Linked DNA regions of Ovis aries: region 1 is linked to region 2. The links are chromatin contacts, called in public Hi-C maps. All regions are on one chromosome and are shown on one strand. The core of a region is the stretch at or near the end of the contact, and the rest is flanking DNA. Distances in the headings are between cores, read along the strand shown. Region 1 overlaps LOC101107401 (glutathione S-transferase Mu 1). Region 2 holds the start of GNAI3 (G protein subunit alpha i3).

What was found. Hi-C and Micro-C count contacts between places; a contact is called where the count stands out from the background.
Region 1: a contact with region 2 is called in a Hi-C map of tail adipose tissue, with 7 times the contacts expected there. The contact joins the enhancer-like site here to the promoter of GNAI3 in region 2. A contact is called at or near these places in 11 of 16 Hi-C or Micro-C datasets (blood, hypothalamus, liver and 4 more).

The regions. Positions count from the first base shown.
Region 1 is chr1:86,934,559-86,938,336 of ARS-UI_Ramb_v3.0, reverse strand. LOC101107401 (glutathione S-transferase Mu 1) reads right to left here. Exons shown (of 7, transcript XM_042251990.2): 7 at 1,490-2,028. The coding sequence ends at 1,939. Among named protein-coding and RNA genes, the nearest start is that of AMPD2, 83 kb to the right of the region's middle. Within about 2 kb of position 1,561, at least 13 of the 54 cell types and tissues checked have an H3K27ac peak or open chromatin away from gene starts, as enhancers often do.
Region 2 is chr1:86,783,498-86,787,382 of ARS-UI_Ramb_v3.0, reverse strand. GNAI3 (G protein subunit alpha i3) reads right to left here and starts at 1,925. Exons shown (of 9, transcript XM_012106955.5): 1 at 1,701-1,925. The coding sequence starts at 1,818.

The DNA.
Region 1 (3,778 bases), core at 312-2,811, 150 kb before region 2:
AATTTGTATAATGGACTTATATAACATATCCCAGCTTATCTGTCCATTCTTGCATTGCCAGACATTGGAAAGTTGCCAGTTCTTGGCTTTTTCATATAAAGCCGCTTTGAACACTATGGTACATGTCTGTTTAAGACATAAGCACACATCCTCATTAGTATATAACAAGGCATGGCATTCCAGGGGCATAGGGTAGATGTTATGTTTAGTTCCAGGAAGTGCTGTTGGTATTCCAAAGTGGTTGTTCCACCAGCAGTGAGTGATGGTTCCAGTTACCGCACATATTTGTGAATAATTGTTGGTCCTTTTAATTTTAGCCTGTGTGGGTATATAATTGGATTAACTGTGTTCATAACTTCCCCAAATCCAATATTGTTGGGCACCTTTTCATATGCTGACTGGCCTTTGGGATATTCTCTTTTGTAATGCCCAGTCAAGACGTGGGCCTTGGAGTTCCCTGGTGGCCTAGTGTTTAGGATTCTGAGCTTTCAATGCCAGGGCCTGGGTTCAACCTGTGGTTGGGAAACTGAGATCCTACAAGCCACATATTGTGGCCAAAAAGCCACTTAGGCCTCTTCTTTTCATTGGTTATATTTTTAGCTAAATATTTTTGGATAAAAGTCCTTTGTGATTTGTAACATTTTCTCCCAACTGAGTCTTGACTGAATACTAGACCCCAATGTAAACAACTATTTATGGTAGCATGGTCTGTGAACTCCTGAGGTCCTAGAACTCTCTCTTAAGCAGACCACTGGACAGGGTGATTTGAAATTACTTCCAGAGGATGCAAAGCAGTGATGAATGGTGCCTGATAAAAAGGAGACCAGGAAACTTAGTATACTCATAGAAGGATGTGAAGTAAAAACACAACAGCCCCAAGATCTCTATATAGACTCTGGACTTGGATACCTCACATTGGCAAGAACTGAAAAGCAAGTGCCTTAAGTTAAAAAATATATATATATCCATCAGATATTCAAGAGAGACTGGCATCACCCTTCCCACGAACAAGGCTTAATTCTAGCTGTGTCTAATTGCATCAGAGGCCTGAAGGTCCTTATACCAGAATCGTATAACCAACAAAAACATTACTTTAGTGTACACTAGCAACACATCTTCAGATATGCGAGGACTGAAGAAATTTACCTCGTGGGTAGCTAAGAAAATGAGGAAGTAACCCAGAAAGAAGGTCCTGAATAACAGCTGCGCAGCAGCCAACAGAGGGCGCCTGAGCTCTTAATAAGGAGGGGGAATGGATGAGAGATGGAGGCTCAGGAAGAGGCCTCCCTTCTATAATAAAAGGAGCCCTCCGAGGACTCCTGCTCTGAGGGCCTCAGAAATGGGAACAGGAAGTCTCAGAACATCCTACTACCAGACAGGATCCTCATGCACCCAGACACTGCCAGCATCACCACTTCATTACTAGGAAGCAGCAGGGCCAGTTAGACAGTTCAGATGGTCAGGAGGAAAAAAGGTAAGACATAGCAGGTGTGGTTAAGGCTTTATTGGTGATCGGCAGGGCTGGGCAGGGCCCACGCTGGGAGAACAAGGCCTGCACACTAGGCCTGTCCTGGTCTTCAGGGCAGTGCTGGGGGCTCAGGCTTGAGCTCTCTAAGCCAAGGGTCTGGTCAGGCTACTCATAGCAGGGGAAAAAAAAAAAAAAACCAGCAACATGGAAAGGAAGGATGATCTGGTTGGCTTTAGAGCAGAAAGCATAACGTCAGGGGGTGACTTCACTGAAGAAGAGAGGGGTGCTGTAGAGCTTAAAGATCTGGGATGAATGGGGTTGGGAAAGAGTTGGGGCCAAATAAGGCCTAAGTGTGACCAATGGAAAGAAAGAAGGAGGAAGCAAAACATCTGGTTCTGGGGAGAAAGAAGCTTCAGCGGCTCTCCACACACAGCACTGGCTCCTCGCTCCATCTCCTGCCGTCCAGAGCACTACTTGTTGCCCCACACAGCCATCTTTGAATACACAGGGCGTGGGAGGAAGCGGCTGGACTTCATGTAGGCAGAGATCTTCTTCAGGCCCTGAGGGTGGGAGAAAGAAGGTCAGGTCTGCTGCCCCTCTGGGGCTCACGCAGTTCCACTCCAGGATTTGAGTTGGAACCCTGGTCCAACCCTTCCTTGTGGAAGTGAAGCAATCAGCAAAAAACAATCTTCCTAGGGTCCCCAGTTCTGATAAGTTACCTCTTCAGTTTCCTGTAACTAACATGGTGTCTTACTAAGACCTGCCACACATGGAGAACAGGCCGTGTTAGCTGCTGTATATACCCAGAGATGAGAATACACAGCCATCCCTCATTCCAGTCCACGTCAAACTACTGTGATTTGCGCGTTTTGCGTATTTCACAGCCTGAAGCCTCGTGTCAACCATCACTGAGCAAGTCAACTGATGCCATTTTTCCAACCACACTTGCTCACTTTCTGTCTCTGTGTCATCTTTGGTGATTTTCCCAATATTTCTACTTTTTCATTATGATTATCTTTGTTATGTCGATCTATGATCAGTGATCTTTGATGTTACTGTGGCAAAAAAATCAAACTCCTTTAAGACTCAGATGAAGGTCTCAGCATTTTTTGGCAAGAAAGTTTCAGGTCTGTTTGTTTGTTTGTTTGGCCGAGATGTGCAGCATGTGGGATCTTAGATTCCAGAGCACGAATCAAACCCAGGCCCCTGGCAGTGAAAGCATGGAGTCCTAACCACTGGACTGCCAGAGAAGTAATGCCCAGCAATAAAGGATATTTAAATTAAGATAAACATATATATATATATATTTAGGTATAATGCTATTGCACATTTTACAGGCTACAGTATACTACAAACAACTTTCACATGCCCTGAGAAACCAAAAAAGCTATGTGACTTGCTTCACTGTATTGTGGGCATCTAGAGCCAAACCCTCAATACATCAGGGAGGATTGTATCTTGAAGTCTTTATAGTGGGCAGTTTCCTTCCCTCTCTTTACTTCTTCCAGTTACTCATGATTCTGTCTCAGAGACAGGATCATACATTCATTTTAAGTTACATTCACTGATCTGACTCTCCCCCCTGTATGAGTCACTGTATCAGGCCCAGAGGGGATGCAGAAGTCACCCAGTCCTGGTGCCCAGCCTCTGGGGCTCAGTGCAGCTGGAGAACCACAGGAATTCTGAGGTATATGTGATGACTGGTCCACTGGAGAAGGGAATGGCAAACCACTTCAGCATTCTTGCCTTCAGAACCCCATGAACAGTATGAAAAGGCAAAATAATTGGATACTGAAAGAGGAACTTCCCAGGTCAGTAGGTGCCCAATATGCTACTGGAGATCAGTGGAGAAATAACTCCAGAAAGAATGAAGGGATGGAGCCAAAGCAAAAACAATACCCAGCTGTGGATGTGACTGGTGATAGAAGCAAGGTCCAATGCTGTAAAGAGAAATATTGCATAGGAACCTGGAATGTCAGATCCATGAATCAAGGCAAATTGGAAGTAGTCAAACAAGAGATGGCAAGAGTGAACGTCGACATTCTAGGAATCAGCAAACTAAAATGGACTGGAATGGGTGAGTTTAACTCAGATGACCATTATATCTACTGCTGTGGGCAGGAATCCCTCAGAAGAAATGGAGTAGCCATCATGGTCAACAAAAGAGTCCAAAATGCAGTACTTGGATGGAATCTCAAAATGACAGAATGATCTCTGTTTGTTTCCAAGGCAAACCATTCAATATCACGGTAATCCAAGTCTATGCCCCAACCAGTAACGCTGAAGAAGCTGAAGTTGAACGGTTCTATG
Region 2 (3,885 bases), core at 676-3,175:
ATAGGAACAATGCTAATGCCTTGAGTACTACAGTTTATATCAAACACCTGAAAGGTCCCAAGGAGCTATGTCCAACAGTAGCTGACACACGCTGGTTAACAGTTTATATTTAAGCATCTACTACGTACCAGGGACCATGCTCATTCACAAATGATACCCGTTATATGGAAGAGTAGCAGTTTGGAACTTCAATTTTTTTTTTTTCATACATTCTGTAAGATTAAGTATTCAAACTGAAGGCTCAAACTCCAGTGCATAACTTCCTCCCTTTATTCAAAAAGCTGTTACCAAGGCTTCTGCAATCTACAAACTGTCAAACACGTTACCATGAAAAGACTAGCACGAGCACCCTGAATGCAGAATAAACCCTGGGTTACGGTGGTGCGTTCTGTCCTCTGGAGCTTCACACCATAAAAATTTGGCACTTCTCCTAAAGCAACTTCTTTTTCCCCAAAATCAACTGTTTTAAAGAGCAAAGTTCTACCGCTTACAGAAACCATTACTTCCATTTATTCTTCCCTAACAGATCCCCAGAAAATACTAACAGTGAAGAAAAAATGTGGCCTGATTTATTGGTAAGCTGACATCAGGGTATTTTATATGATTCATTGAGCTTCTAGAAAACAATTTCTCAAAAATTCTAAAACCAACCAGGCTGAGTAAAATGCATCTGACTGTACATAAAAACTACTTAAAACGAATGTCAAGTAAAATAAACAGTAACTCCTGAAGCCAGTATTTTTCGTTTGAAGAAACAAACAAAAAACCCCAGCTCAACAGAAGTCTGTCACAATCACATCTTTTACAGTAAGTCCAATTCCATAATTTATCCTAAAATAACTGCATTCCCACTGCACACCATCCCTAGCAAATATTCATCAACTCTCACTGTGTAATCTATTGTCATCATCACATCCTATGCCACAAACCTCAAACAAGACAGTCTTTAAATATCCTCAGCTCACACCAGCTCTTATAAAAACAGTGGAAGGAGTTATTAAAAAAACCTTAAGAAAATAAAAATAATAGGAAATAGTGGATAAATACACACAGCCTCTACACTCAAACTCTTTCCCTTTACACCTGAGAACTTTTCAGTTATTTCAACCATACACCTTTATGTTCCTGGATGACCCAGGGTTCCTCCACCTCAGCGAGAGCTCAAAATGTCCACTCTTTAAATGACAGGGTCCTACGTGACCACTCTGTTCAAGACCCCCTCTCTATTTATATTAATTATTCAAGGCCCGCCCCCCAGCTCTAATGTCATAAAGTATCACCACGCTCCAAACTCACAATCCATTATACAAGCCCAACACACTCTCCCGTTCTCAACACCAACTCACTCTAACCCTTCCCTTGAAAAACCTTCTCTAACATCAGCTCTTCCTTTATGAGCTTTTCCCATATTCCTAATACAGTCTCAATGTCCTACTGGACCACATTTAGAAGCTCCTTCGCTAAACACAATCCCAGCATGGTGGCACACCCTCTTTCCAGCCTAATTCCTACAACCCCAAAACCCCACCCCCTCATCATGCCCTCCGGCACCAGCCACAACCCCACACCCCGCCCCACGTCCGTCACGCCCTCCAGATTCTTCGGGGTCCTCTCCTCCCGCCCGGCCCGACCCCCCATTAGGACTCTCAAGTGCCTGGGCCCTCTAAACCACCCCGCCAGCCCCGCTCCCAGCCCCTCACCGAGTAGCAACAGCTTCACTTCTTTGGCCGCTTTCTCCCCGTCCTCCCGCAAGTTGCGGTCGATCATCTTGCTTCGCTCCACCGCCGCCTTATCTTCGGCGCTCAACGTGCACCCCATGGCGGCGGCGAAAGAAGGGACCGGGCCGGGGCTCACTCAAAAACCGCGGAGACTGCGGCTTGGCAGGCGGAGACACAGTCTACTGCTGGGCGGCGGCCCTCTCCGTCAGCTCCCAGGGCGCCCAGAGAAACCGGATATCCGGCGTTTTACGACACTTCCGGCAACGCCCGCGGCCGTTACTTCTTCGACCTCCTTAGCTGGGGTAAAGGAGGCGTAACCAAAAGCGGAAGTACGGGGAGAGAGAGAGACCAGGACGCCGAGCGTCGGTTCCGAGGTGTGGGGCGGCCCTGTCGAGCTTACCGGGCGCCGCTCGACTTTAATCCCCTTTCACCTTTTTGGCTGTCTTATTTGGATGAATATAGAGATACCAGGGACTGGTTTCTCCGGTTCAAGGCACCCTCCCGAGGTCGCACGGCCGATTGGCGTGGGGAATGGAAATTCCCAAGTAAAAGCCCGCAATCCGCACGGGAATTTCTGCTGGGAATTTTTCCACTGGCCAGAAAACCAGTTTAATTCTGGCTGTGGAGATCTGAGACCAAGTGTAGGATAGTTTGTCTGTTGGCGTCGTCCCAGCCAGAGCTATGGGATGCGAATTACAGTCGGGGCCTCGACGCAGTCACGCTCCACATCTGGAATAAGTTAAGACCCACCATGCCTGGGACTTTGCAGTCCCTTTCTGCCCTCTCTGGCTCACCTACTGGTACCTAGTGGGCTTGAGTTGCCCAGCTACTATGTCGGTAAAGGATCTCTTGAAATCGGTAACAGATCTTACATAAGGTAAGAATGTGGTTTTTCCATGAAATTTCCATGCTGCCTTTCCCCCACACAAGCCAGATTTAGCCCTGACATATTGTCGTGCGTTAAGGACTTAGGACTTCTACCAAGATTAGTCAACCAAAGTTCCACACCCTAAAACAAACCAGTGCATCCTGTGAATCTCTATTAAAATTTCCTGTTGTGGTAACACACGAAAAGAGAAGTCATAGTAAAATTTGTTTCTCAGCTATAGTATCACCTGGAAGTTGATAAATCCCCTATGAAAGCCCCACACTGATACCCTTTTTACTCATAATCCTGGATTCTGTGGTGAAAGTAGCCCTACGTTACCGTTACTTCCAAAGAGCCCCACAAAAACATTCACCGTACATTCTAGAGAGGGGAACTCTTGCAGCCTCCAAGACCTTTCCCTATGATTAAATATTATTTCCCCAATCGAACCTAGACCTTAGAATATAAGATCCCAACAGAAAGATATATACGGTGACTGATGATCATTAGAGGGATTTCTTGAAAACCACATTAAATAGCTTCATGCACCTTAATTTGTCAATGCCAGTTCTTCAAAGTTCCAAGCCTCCTACTCTTCCTAGTGACTGTTAGAATATCAGTACTTACGGGAAGAAAGGGCAAGACGAAGGGAAGAAAAAACAATATTTATGGAGTACCTATTTGCCAGGTATGGCTAGGTACTTGGATGTGTCATCTCGTTTATTCACAACAACCCTGTGATTGTGGGTTGTTGTCCACATTTTTACAGATAAACAGATAGGCTTAGAGAAATTAAGCATCTTTCCAAGTTCACACAGTGAATAAGTAGATCTGACTCCAAATTCACTCCTTTTCTACCATGCCATTATAAGATGTTACCTGGAAGTCCTGACAACAGCTTTTCATTTAGGATTGAGAGTTACTCCAACAACACTGGGGTGAGGGAAAAAATAACTTGAGAGCACAATTTTCTCAACCTGTTGATTTCTTCAGTGGATTTATAAGTCAAATTTTGCCTAGGAACTGCTTTCACAAGTTTAAGAATTACATATGGAACTTTACCAAGTGATCCTGGTGATTAGAATACTCCTGGAAGGTGGTCATGACAGAAATTGTTGGGAAAGTTCTCGGCAGAATAGAAGAGAAAATTTTATTTCCTTCATGATCAACTCAAGGAAAAATAAATGCGAATAAACCAGCATATGTCAAATTCTGTAATAAATGCCAGTGAGGTCACAGTGTCAAGAAATTTCAGCCTAAATTAGCAATATCCTTGCACTCAAGATTCTCTCCTTCTGA